Regions from separate parts of the Anser cygnoides genome. Here region 2 is linked to region 1. Evidence: chromatin contacts called from public Hi-C data. All regions are on one chromosome and are shown on one strand. Each heading gives the region's core, a stretch centred on a gene start, on an enhancer-like site or on the middle of the called end of the contact. The rest is flanking DNA. Distances are from core to core; before and after follow the strand shown.

Region 1 (6,538 bases), core at 2,104-4,603:
GCCTCATTTTTAATCAACAAAAAGTAGGATGAAATGTATTTGCAGAAGGAAAAACCAGCAGAAATCTTTTGTTTCGGTGATTTATGGTTGCCAGATAGCATACCCTGAGCTTGTGACTTGTCCTGAGGTGTATCTGCATGTTGTCCTGGCCAAAACTCAGTTTTGGTGACGAGGGGCGAACTAACGCAGCATCCATCCATCGACTGGCGAATGTGAAATGTGAAATACCATTTGTAACAGCACCTGCCACTGGCATTTAGTTCCGGCTAAATAAATAAAAAAATAAAATGTGAAAGGTGAAGGAGATTGCATTTAAAATATGGGAATGATTTATCTGCATTTCACAGTATACGGCGAGATCAGCCCTCCCAGTGCTCTGAGCACTAGACTACTAATGGCTTTTGTTTGGCCAGCGACTCTCAATCTAAGTATGCTATAAATGAAATTGAGAACGGGCGTTTGTGGTCAGGAATGTTTTAATGTTAATGAAAAAGGAGCATGGTTTTTATTAGGGCGAAGGTAAAGCGGGGTCTGGCTTTGGAGCATCCATAGCAGCCAGCAACCTGGCAGATTTTTTTTGCTTTGGGGAGAAATCCCGCAAACTGGGGCTTGCTTCTGTCTAAATTGCCATGACGATCTGCCTGGTGTTACTCACAGACATGGACAGCCTCCTTGCTTGGGCTCTGTCCCGTTAGAAAATGCTGTTGTGTCACTGCGTGGTAGTGCCTGGGCTCCTGCTGTTCCGATGTCCTTCCAGGTAGGCTTTGTCTCGTGGCCACACATCACTGCAGCCACCATTTCAAGGGCAGTATCTCTTTCTCGAGGACTGTGTCTCTCTCTCACCCTCTGCACCTCTCATCCTCTTGAAGCAGAGCGGTTGTGTGGCTGAGGGTGTAAATGCATCCTCATCCTTACCATCGCTAATGATGGAGGAGGTTTGTTCTGGTTGGGAAAAGAAAAAAAAAAAAAAAGAAGATTGCTCATCTACTCCCATCCCTTTCTGTTCCTTTCTCTTACCTTGCTCCTGCATGCAGGTGGGACGTGGTTTGGGTTTGGGACACAGGAGTGGTGGCTGCAGAGGGAATGAATGAGCCCTACCCCATGAAATAGCCACGTGGAAAGCACCAAAGCTGTGGTTAGGTCTCCTTCAGCTCATGGGCAGTGCACCAGGGAGGGATGTGTCTGCTCTGCTGGAGCCACCTGTGGCACAGCCCTCCTTCGTAATTCAGCCTGGTTGGCACCTGGTTCATGACCACACCATGCCCCCACGGCTGGGGTAACCGTGGCACTGCACGAGGCCAGCTGGAAGAGGTGCTCTGGGATGAAATGAAGCATGTTTCTACCTGAGCCACCTGCCTTAATCCCCTGAATGTTTCACTTCGGAGGGCAGGATGCGTATTTCTCACTTTCTTTCTGATAAGTATGTTTTAAAAGCAGGGCTAAACTTCAACCTGCCAAACTTACTCCATCCCCTGGTCAACCTGAGTTAGAGAGATGCTGCCGTGAGCAGGGTTTGTGGCGTGTTTGTGTGCTTGGAAGACTCTTCTTGATCCCCAGCCACAGGCTGACCATTCGGGGAAGCGTTCAGCTGCCCGAAGGAGTCACCCAGCAGCTTACTGCGACGGCCTTTAGATTTTGCAGACGTTGAGGTTGTCGAGGCAGCTGTGATGCACTAATTGAGCCCTCTGCAGTGCGTGGACAGCGGGACTGTATCCTTGGATTCCTGACTCTTTTCTGCGGGGTGCTCTTCGGGCTTAACATCCCTTCCCAGATAACAGTCTGCTTAAGCCCCTCAGATCGCTTAGCATTCAGCAGAGCTGCAAACAGCACGGTTGGCTGAGGAGAGAAATGATACTCGGCGCATCGGTTCCAAATCCGCCGGGGATACCCGGGATGTGGCAGCGGCGGCTGCTACCGAGGCGAAGCTCTGCTGAAGGAATTGGGACCAAGAAATCTGGCTGCGGTGAAATCTAATATCCACGCTGGCGTTTGAGTTGAAAACCGTCTGCTCGAGCTCTCCTGCTATTCCAGCCAGATAAGGCGGTGTGCTTCCAAGAGGAACCGTGCAGAAGTTGTGTCATGCATCTGTAAATGGGGAATGGAAATAAGGTCGGGAGGTAGAAATCTTGCACCTTAGGGAAATGGGGGTGAAGATGGGAGAGTTTCATGGGGAGAAGGTACCTGGGAGGCACATCTGGCTGCTGTATAGAACTTCTGTGAAAAAATATGTCAATTCCTCATCTCCTACTGAGGATGCACTGAGTTTGGGATTCCTGCTGTGCCCCAGAAATCATATTGCAGCTTCATTGGGCTTTACTGTGCATTGAAATGCACGAGAAAGAGTCACTTGCTTTCTAGCACTGCTGTGACACGCTCTGTTCCCCCTGTCCCTTAGGCAGATAGTTTGCGAGGCGGGATTTCCCCAAAGCACTCGGTATTGACTCAGCCCTGCAAGGGGAGATATCTGCCGAGGGCCTCGCGAAACCCCTCCTGGAACTGCTCGGGTCTGGGGGGACTTGCACATGTGCTTTGATCGGGCTGCCTGCTGCTCTTTGAAACCAAGATTTTGTGTGCAGCAGATAGCTGGGATTCCTGGAGGCTTCGTACCTCAGTTCTACAGCAGCTCTTCGTCTGTCTTCCCTCTATAGCGACAATGGCTAGAAGTGAAAGACCCTGATCCAAAGCCTCTTGGGCGCCTTCATTTTGGGCTTCTTCTTTTTTTTTTGTCTTTAGGGACCTTCTGTTTTTATGCCAGAAAGTTGCAGCCAGCATCCCTGGAGCTGGGAGTGGGGTTTCCCACGCGGATAAGCTCTGGGAAGCAGCTTTCTGGTTTTCCCAGCACCAAAACACTGGGTGCAGTTGGGTGCTTGCACGCTCGAAGCTGGTGACCTGAAATGTTCTGTGTGGTTTGTTGTGATGCCTGGAAATGCGGCAGGGTGAGTCACAGAGAGAGCCTTAACCCAGGGAAACAGCGCTCTTAGAAGTGTTGGGAAGACTCGGGGGAAAAAAAAAAAAGCCCAAGGGCTGTGTACTTTGTTTTTAATTAGCTCTGGCCTTAATTTAGCTTGTCCTAGCTATACAAGGTAGCCTCAAGTGATGTGCTCGATGCATCTCAGCGGGAGCACCACCGCTGCACGGGGACCTGGCTGCGTGAGCTGCAGTGCCACCGCTGCAGCGAGCTTCGCACAGCCCCACATCTCAGCAGTGACCTGCGAGTGCTTCCCCTCTCCCCATCCCACCTCGGTTTTGTTTTCTGGAAAGGGAAACCCGAGCACGTATGTGACAGAAAGCGTTGTTGCCAGAAACTCTGAATGCTGCGCTGGGAAATGCTCTTTGGACTGCTGTTGTAACGCTCTCGCTCAGCACACCCTGTGTTTGCCTACCCGGTTTAAAGTGTTACCAGTTCCTGCATACAGAAACTATTTGCAGGAATTCATTAGCTTTCCTGCTCTTGAGCTCTGCAGCTTTTAAGCAGTAGCTGCTAACGATTTGGTCAGATGTGCTGTTGAAAATAAAATGCGATATAAATGTAATGTGTAATAGCTACTCCTAAATGGCTGCGCCAATGTGGATATTCCTAATCTGGAGCAGAGATTAATTTTTAATCTGTTTTTGTGTCATTGCAATGTATCCAGGAGGCTAAATTGGAAAAAGAAATGTTATTCCAGGATAAGCGTGTTTGCTAGCAGATATATGGGAGAACCGTGCCTGAACAGCTCTGCTGCAATCGCCCCGTGCGTGCACAAAGCACCGAGCGATTGCAACCAGCAGTCGTGGGCTGCAGTTTGAAGAGGGAGCCCATGATGTAGAAAATCCCTCGCAGGTGATGTGTCAGTCACGCCTGAGGACCAGGAGGGAGGGATAACAGCACCTTTGCTTCCCAGTCGAGGGCGAGCAGCCTGCAAAACTCTCAAGGCACTCCGGCCTTGCTGGAGCAGAAATGCCATGTGCGGCTGTGGGGCTCCTCCGGCTACCGTGTCCCCGACTTTGAAGCAATGCAGGATGCCACATTTTGCTTTTCAAAATAGAAAATCTGCCTTTTTTTTTTATTTCTACACTTCTTCTTTTTCCCTTGTTTTTTTCCTTCTCGTGGGGGGGTTGTGATGGTGTACTTCAGCTATTTCTACACCCAGGCTGGGAATTACCCAAACTAAGACTTACAATATTTTCCTCTTAGCCCTGTAGGGTGGCTCAAAGCCTGGGTGCTAAACAGCACCCATCCCAGCACCCACTGCAGTGGTCATAGAGCTGGCTCTGGATGTGGTGGGAATGAGGTGAAACTTCCCTTGGCTTTTTGGGTTTTCGTATAAATTGCTTCTGCAAGTTGGAAGAAGCCCTACAAGGTTGTTTCATGGGTCACTCAAAACCACAACCCCCTTCATTGCTGCAAAAGAGAGCAGTTACCCAGGCTTTCCTGCCCTGGAAGGGGAGGATTTCAGGTGTCCATCCATCTCGACATCACTGGTGGGGAACAAGCAGAACTGGAGGAGGTAGAAGGGAAGAGCAGAGGGAGGACAGGACCAGGGCTGCAGCTGAAGTCCTTGGTGGGGGTAGCAGTGAAGTCCTGCAGGATCCTAGGTTACTGGAGTCATTACAGCCCTGTGACATCTCCTGGCCATAAGGGAACAGCTCATTTTATCTTAGCAAAACCAGCTGGGTGGTTTCACTGAGAACTGGGCTTGGTGGCACAGTGGTGGTGGTGGCCCACCAGGCGTATTCCTTATTTCAATACTATGCTCTACAATACACATCCAACAGAAATCCTTGCTTTTCATCTAGCCCCAACATCATCTGCACTAAAACGACTGGTGATCAATGTGACTTTCCCCTGAATTCAAGGAAATCTCAGCAGAAGGCTGCAGCCCAACTGGAAACAGCAGCAAATGCTCTCTCCCTGATGGGGAAAGAGTCTCTTCCTTCCCCGTTAAAAAAAAAATTAATAGTCCTGAAATAGTCCTTTGTACTAATGGTCAGAAATACCTTGAACATCTCAGGAGTCTCCTCAAGTGTTTTCCAAAAGCCTTGTTCAGGATGCAGAGCCCACTTTATTCTAGATCAAGAAAATTTCTCATTGTTGGGAACATTGCTGTGATAGCGCATCGGTCAGGGTGGGAGAGAGCTCCAGGCATAGTGGCTTCATCCATCCCTGGAGGTATTCAAGAGACCCATGGACATGGCATTAAGGACATGGTTTAGTGATGGCAATCAGTAGGTCAGGCTGCTGGTTGGACTTGGTGATCTTGAAGGCCTTTTCCAACCCAGGGGATTCTGTGACTCTGATTGTAGGATCTCATATCAAACCTGGCAGCGGGTTTACCTGCTTGGTTTAATGCATGCTGTGCCTCAACCAGGTCACTCTCTTCTGCTATCAGCTCTCCCCACCGAAGGTGGGAAGGAGAAACTCGGCGTGAGACCCCATCTGCACCGAGGAAAGGGTGGGGACCATGCTGCCCCATAACCTTCGGGAGCTCCCACATCCCAAGTTTGACAGCAGGTACCTGCTTCTGTGCCAGAACCACGGAGGGCATGCACACGTGCAGCTTTACGAAGAATTTGGGCTGAGCTTCTATAATGTTGAAGCTGCTGGAGACGAGAGGATTTGAAGAAAAGTGGAGATGTTGAGGTGAAGGCAGTGTGCTGGTCTGAGTGTGGTGGGAACTGGCTCTGGAGCATTACGGAGGGCGGGCTGAGATTTCGGGAGGCCAGAAGGCAAACGAAAAGTGAAGCTAAAAGTTCTTCCTCAGAGGTGTTTGCTTAAACAAGCAAAATAAAATAAAATCTCTTGGAAGCAGCTTTTCGCTAGTGCATACCCGAAAGGTTTGACAATTCAAAGGCAAAAAAAGAAAATGCTAAAAAAAAGAAACTAAAACTGTTTGAATGGCAAGAGGCTTAGAAGAAGGGCCATCGGCATGTGCGGTGTGCTCTGAAATTGCTTAGCAGGGAATATTGAATTGGGGGGGGGTGAAGAAATGGAGGGAGAGACTAATTATATATAATCTTAAAATGAATTAGGTGATATAAATGTAATGAAAGCAAATCCTGTTCCTGGAGAGACTTTTCAGTTTGCATTTTGATATCCTAGGGCAATGGCATGTTGCTCTCTGACAGACAACCATTTGATTTGGAAATATGTGAATAATTGGGAAGTGGAACCTCTTTGAATTTGTTACTTTCCCCTCTAGCGTCTGAAGGACTAATTATAGGAAGAGCTGAGAATGCCCTACGCGGGCATGCATGCAGCCAATTTTATACTTTGCCGGTTGCATGAGTCACTGCACTGCATCCTGTGCTCTTTGATATGTGTCCTTGCTTGGAATATTATATATTTATTTTAGAGATGGAGAGATAAGCGCACTACAGTCCGTGTTGCTGAGCTCCTGCAAAACATCTTACAAATACACGAAGTCCTTGGCTCCTACCGGAGGCGATGCTCACAGCGTGCGCGAAACCACTGCTGCATGGGGAGGTGCAGGGGCAGCTATAGCGTGGGATGGGTGTAAAGCCACGAGCCTGCAGGCAAGAGCTGCGGTTCCCAAGC
Region 2 (6,538 bases), core at 2,324-4,823, 120 kb before region 1:
GCTTCCTAGGCTCCGCCGACCACGTTGACTGGATCCCCAGTGCCGGCAGTGGGAGTGCAGACTTCCAGCTCACATGTAGACTCTTGCATTGCACCGTCCTACACTACCTCCCACCCAGACTGGCTTCAGGGCTGGGATTCACTTCATCTAATTTCAGACGTCTTCGCAGCACACTTCTGCATCAAGCTGGTCACCCTGGGCTCCCCGCACCGTCAATGGAGAGACACAGGTATTTTTAGGGAATGAGTCATGACAGTGCAGATCTCTCTTTCCCAATTGTTGGGCTGCAAAACCAAAGCCCCTTCTGCTTGCTCCTCTGGTCCCATGATTCCTGCCCGCTTGTCTGTGGTTAAAAGCAGGAAAAGGAGAGAGCCCCTCACCCCAGTCTTGCTGTAACGTGAAGAATGGGGAGCTGCAGACTCAACTTTGCAGAGGAAAGCATGGAAAACAGTTTTTTTCCCATTTGTCTTTTCCCAGCTTCAGGTCCTCCTCAGCTCAGTCCCTGTGGTTATGTCCAGCTCTGTGCATGCAGTCCAGGAGGTGACATTGCTGCCACCTTGTCCATGGCCCTGAGTCCATGACCCAACATCTGCAGCCAGGTGACTCTTTTGTGGTGCCTTGCTCAGCTTCTTTGGAGCACAAAGAACCTCTGGGCTTGACCTGGGTGATGCTGGACCCCAGCTGTGGCTTCTACAGCACAGACAAGCACCCAGAGATGTGTCTCTGGGTACCTCAGCTGTGGACATGCACGTCCCTTTCTGGGACTCAGAGCTCACCTGGGTCCCAATCTTGCTGAAACTATTATTTCAGCAAGATATTTGCCAGAGGGAAGTGGTATGGAAAAGCTTATTGTGATTTTGGCTTTATTTCCACGGAGTTATTAATTTGGGGAAAAGCTGCTTTACCTGTTCTTGGTTTCTAAGATCTTGTGCCAATAGTGCTCCCAGTTGTGAGACCAATAAAAATGAAAACAAAACCCATCATCTTATACCGCTTCTCTCCTTTCCCCAATTCATACTGTCCCGAGGTGCCTTGCAAAGTGCACATACATGTGCACAGAAGGGACATTTAGCCATCAGTCAAAGGACAGTAGCTATTCAGCAGCCAGCTGGACTCTTAAACTGCTGTTTTGGACAGGAAGGGAAGAAAATTGCTAAATGCCAGGGAAAACTGAGGAAGAAATTTAAATAAGTGGGATATAATTACCCGACCTGGGACTGAGCCAGGATACAGGAACAAAATATCTTCGTTGTTTGGGTTTTCTGGTGCCATCAAATCCTCCTGGATCAGGACTCTGGTCTTTAGCATGCATGAGAGGGGTCGGTTCTCCCTGAGCAATGGCACTGTTGGTGGGCTACGGTCTGAGCCAACACCACCAAAACGTTTCCTTGTAGGACTTCATCCCTGTTGCACCCCCAGCCCAAATTTGCTTATCTCTAATAGATGTTTGGAGTCACTTCTTTTGAACAAGCAACTGTTGATTTAGTCCCAAGCCGCAGTTTTTTCAAGTGCAAAGCACAGAAAATAACAAGCTACACATCTGTCTCTGCATGGAGAGATGCAGTCCAAAGCCACTGGAGACAGGAAGAGCTAATTCAGCACTCTTGCTGAGCTCCATTAATCCACATTTTTAATACAAACACAGCATTAGAACTAATTCTGGCTCCGATGTAGAAAGCAGATGTAAAGACTGTGTGTGTGTCAGAAAATCCAGCTTTTCATATTACCTATCATTTGTGGTTTGGATGTTAATATGGCAGTCAAACCTCTTAGGATTATCTACCTGTCAAGAAGAGAAAAGCAGTGGTATTTTCTGTTAGGCAAATGTTAAACCACATAAATGAAGTTAGTCCATTGCCAGCTACCTTAGAGGATTGTCTAAAGATCCAGTGCAGTTATCCTGTTGCAGAGCTAAAACTTGTTTATCTAGCTAGGTGAATCCAATTATTTGGATTATGCATGGAGGGGAAGATCATTGAAGGTGACTCCACTTTCTGTGCTTTGGGTTCTGGTGCTCAGATAGGTTACACCAGAGGAGGCCAAAATTCAGAGCCTGGCAGCATGTCCAGCAGCTCACCCCCGTTGAGTGCTTCACAGGCTCAAATTCTCGTGCAGATATCCGAAGAAAAATCCTTTTGTTCCCAAGCCAAACACACACAGAAATGAGCAGCGAAGACCTATAAATTTTTTTCCTGTCCTTTGGGACCTGACCTCTTGAATTCTCTTTGTGCTTCCAATGGCAGACCCTTCCTGCAGCAGATTTTATTTTGCCCTGAAAGCAAAGTACATGACAGCAAAAGGTAGAAGAAAAGGGAGAGTTATGTACTGGGGGGCAAAGCTGGGACTGGTGCAAGTGGCAGTCAAGGGGTGTTGGGATGAAAAATACAGCTGGAGTTTTCAGAGGTGGCCAGGGAGCAGAGTTTCCTGAAAAGTCAGTTGGAGAGCTGTTCCTCTGACTCAACCCCAGCCAAAATCTATGAATCCTTCCTCGTTCAGGGGCAGCCACCATCGCGTGGGCTAGCTGGGGCAATAGGCGAGTCCCTGTGCTCTGCAACACGCGCCTCTGCTCCTGGGAAAACCAGGGAAAACAAAGAGCAACATTACCATAAGGTAAAAAACTCTTCGGTGGGGGAGGGATATTTAGTGCTGGTTCTTGTGATCTTTACCATCTGTAGAACAGATGGAGCTTCATTATGAGGAAGGGAACACCTTGAGAAGCATTATAATCTCACACCAGCCCGGAGAGAAGCAAAACCTGACTGTAGTCGAGATCTCTCTCAGGGAGGATTTTGGCTTGTGTTTACGAAGGTTTAGGGAGCAGGGAAAAGAGGCTAATGAATCGTCGGCCAAAAAAAACGCAGCCATTAATTTCGTTAGCATCTGAGACAAGAAGAGCAGGAAAGGCTTTATTTAGTTCTCTGTCTGAAATAGCAGAGTGTATATATATATTTGTTAATCCTGAGAAGCCAGCCTCATACTTGCATCTCAGAGCTGGAGTTAGCTGGGTGGTTTTTGTTTGCAGGGTTTGATGCAAACACTTTTATTTTTGTTTGTTTAACCTTTGTGCCTTCACCCTTGGTCTGCCCTTTGGAGCATCTCTGAATCTGGCATTCTCGCAAATCCCAAACTTGGAGCAAATCTCAGCTCTGCCCTCTGCGTTCTTCCTGCACTGGCATGCAAATAACCAGAAGACCACAAGATTCATCCAGCTTGTGAGCAGTGGATGCAGCACAGAGCTACAGGGAGGCTGTGCAGGCATTCCTGCCTCACGTGGCCGGGAGGGATCCTGCTGCAACAAGCCCTAGAGCAGGGGGCCAGCAGCCCCTAACCCCCTGGCAAGTCTACACCTGGCTTCTGCACCGCAAAGCCATAAATCAGCTGCCAGCCCCTTGTTCCACCACCCTCCTGACACGGCACAGCTGAGCTTTAAGTGTGAAATGAAATCCAGGTGAGCTGGAGGGCTGCAGACACAACGGTGCGAGCCTCCAGATCCTTAGTGGTGATGAAATAAAGCTCTGGGAGAGCAGCCTTTGCCCTTGATGATTTCCTAAAATTCCTTTCTGCTGGTTCCCATGGTTCTGAACCCCTAAACTGCAGCAGCTCAAATAACTCAGCATGTTCTTGTTGCCCTTGCAATGCTCATCGTGTTTATCTGCTGGAGCTCTGAGAGGTTGTATGAAACACTCTGGTCCGCTAGATACAGAGCATGGGACTGGGCATCAGGAGCCCAGCTGTGGTCTTTCTCCAGCTTCTCCATGCAGCTTTGTTCCTTACCACTCTTCACTGTTTTGCGTCTTCCTCCGTGTTTACGCAGTGCCTAACACAACAGGGCTCGGGGCTCAGCCGAGCCTCTAGGAAGCAGCACCACAATGCAATAAAGACATGCTCCTTTGGAAACTCTACCACCTTCGTGAATCGCTGCGAGCTTGGTTCTGATCCAAGCAACCTTATCCACAAAGTACAGAGAGAACCTGTCATGGTGTGAAATACTGAACTCTGCCTCTATTTGGAGGAAAGCCACAATTTATCAAACTGAACACCACTAGGAGCAGATCCGTCTGCCTACCTAAATCTTCCTTTCTAGCTAATAGCTAGGCTGGGAGTTTTGTCTTATATATATGTTTAATTATTTTTTTTTTTAAAAACCGAGATGATCATTTATTCAAAGCATAATGACTGCAATAGATGGGACTCGTAACAGATTCAGAATTAACATAATGATATTTGATAATAATCATAACATTTCATAATATTGATTGCTGGAGAGAACTGACAGCAAAAGAATGTACCAGCTGTCTGTACGTGTAACATCTCTCAGCTTTTTAAATTTTTGTCTCCCGAAGAAAGGTATAGGTTGTGAACTTTATTTATTAATTAATTTATTAATTTATTTACTTATTTATATATTTGGGTTTGTTCGTTTGTAGAGTGTGGAAAGAATGATGGCAAAAATGCAAATATTAAAGAAGAAATTCCTAAGAAGGAAGAGACCTTAAAATCACGATCAGATATATTTTCTGGCCTCGCTGTCTCCTGTCTGTCCAGGCACCAACTCTCTGAAGAGAAAGACCTGATCCAGACTCTCTTAGATGTGCGTTGGGGTCCCACACGCTCCAGGAACCTGTGCTCAACCTCATGTTGGGTGGTGCCTGTGGCTGTGACATTGACTTCAAGAAGGGACTGCGCCCTAATCCTGAAGCCAAGAGGAGTGGCATAACTTGTGTTAAACCCTCTTATTTTCTCTCTTTTCTCCCCCTAGCCTCAGGGTGGCCGTGTCCAAGCTGCCTCCCATCCATAGCCAGGAGCAGGAAGCCCTGAGCTGTGCCTGGGGGAGAGCCAGCGAGCACCAGCCAAAAGCCACCCCGGGGTCTGGGCTCCCAGTGCAGCTGCGTGGGTCACTGCAGGGCGCTGCATGAACCCGGGACTTTAATTATGGGCTCACATGGAGCTCACAGTCCAAATTCAGTGATGTATTTAGTCCTTTGCTGGGCAGAACCACTGCGATGGTAGGGTGGCTTTTTCAGTGGCTGGATGTTTTGAACTTCTTCATTTTTACCATGGATCCCTGGAGATGCCAGGCAGGGATTTAAGTTTTCAGGTGCTCTGCAGCTTCTGAAAACCTACGTGTGTCAAGAGGAACATTCAAAATCAGTAGTCATATCAGCTAGCATCGGCTGGAGAACCTGAAGTGTTTCCTGAGACTATGCAAGTTTGAAGAAGAGAAATCAGCCTAGCTCTCTTGAATCTTATTCCAGCTCTTTAATTATAAAATCTTACTGTTGGCGAGCTTCTTTTGACCACTCAAAGGAGAATGAATTGCTAAATTTGTACTGTGGGGAAATTTGTATTGTGGGAAATTATTGCCACTCCTACCACAACTTAGAGGTACAAGTGCTTCTAAGTGCTGAGAAACAGCACACAGGGGCTGCAAGCAGAGATTTACGTGTATCAGAGAGCTCCCTTGAGCTCTCTGACCCCTTTTTCAACACTTACCTATGCATTAAGCTATATGGCAACCCTTGAAATTTTGGGTGTGGAATTAGTTATGCTTATGCAGTGTAACGATGTTGTAGCAACATCTGTGGCTGGCATTTTCTACCCTCCAATGGAGCTTAACACCAATGTGAATCAGGGCAGAGAAGCATTATCTGGGAGAAAGAGGGAGGAGAAAGGAGGGAGAGAGAGTCTGTTGACTTAAGAATCCTCCCAAAGAGCATGGGATAAGAAAATAAGGAGGCTGGTGGAACAGTCAGTCCCTGTTTGGCTGGCTGGCTGCAGACTGAAAAGATCAAATATTTACCGGTGCTCCCAGTGCAGGAGAATTGCTGGATCTCTAGCTGATTGGAAGCAAAGCGATTCTGAGTGCTGTTAAAATAACTTAATGCTTAATGCATAATGCAGTTTTTCAGCCCATACTCTGGTATTCAGCTAGACCCGTGCTGAAAACTGTTTGTCACCATAATAATTTCCTCCTTGGAGGAAGGTGAGCTGGGGAAGAAAATATACATTGGGGTTGGGGAAATGAGTGATTTTGTTAGGAAAAAGATCCCCTGATGTAAATGGAAAAAGATCATAGAATCATGGAACCGTTAGGGTTGGAAAAGCCCTTCAAGATCACCTGGTCCAACCGTCCCCCTACCACCAATGTAACCACTAAACCATGTCCCTAAGCACCACGTCCAACCTTTCCTTGAACACCCCCAGGGACGGTGACGCCACCACCTCCCTGGGCAACCCGTCCCAATGCCTGACTGCTCTTTCTGAGAAGAAAGGAACTTCCCAGAGGAGGGTTCCTGTGTCACTGGCATTGCCATCCCCCTGTAGCAGCAGGAGCTACACAACGGACAGAGCCACCCACCACCCATCCTCTGCCTGGTCCCGCTGCAGTTTTCTCAGTGCTGCCATCTTCTCCTCCACTAAGACTCAGATATAGGCACAGGCAAGCAGCCCACATGAAAATGAATTAGAGGATGCCGGAGAGCCAAATCACTGCTCCAAGCAAGGGCATTTGTTTTAGGGACACCTGGGTGAGGAGATG

What was found. Hi-C and Micro-C count contacts between places; a contact is called where the count stands out from the background.
Region 2: a Hi-C map of liver shows a contact between it and region 1, with 2.0 times the contacts expected there. The contact joins two enhancer-like sites. A contact is called at or near these places in 2 of 7 Hi-C or Micro-C datasets (both in liver).

Annotation. Positions count from the first base shown.
Region 1 is chr2:6,642,301-6,648,838 of Taihu_goose_T2T_genome, reverse strand. All of the region lies in intron 1 of ACVR2B (activin A receptor type 2B), which reads left to right. Among named protein-coding and RNA genes, the nearest start is that of EXOG, 47 kb to the right of the region's middle. Within about 2 kb of position 3,353, at least 2 of the 3 cell types and tissues checked have open chromatin away from gene starts, as enhancers often do. A contact at or near this core is called in liver, where this site is marked.
Region 2 is chr2:6,760,501-6,767,038 of Taihu_goose_T2T_genome, reverse strand. No RefSeq gene overlaps it. Among named protein-coding and RNA genes, the nearest start is that of ACVR2B, 63 kb to the right of the region's middle. Within about 2 kb of position 3,573, at least 1 of the 3 cell types and tissues checked has open chromatin away from gene starts, as enhancers often do. A contact at or near this core is called in liver, where this site is marked.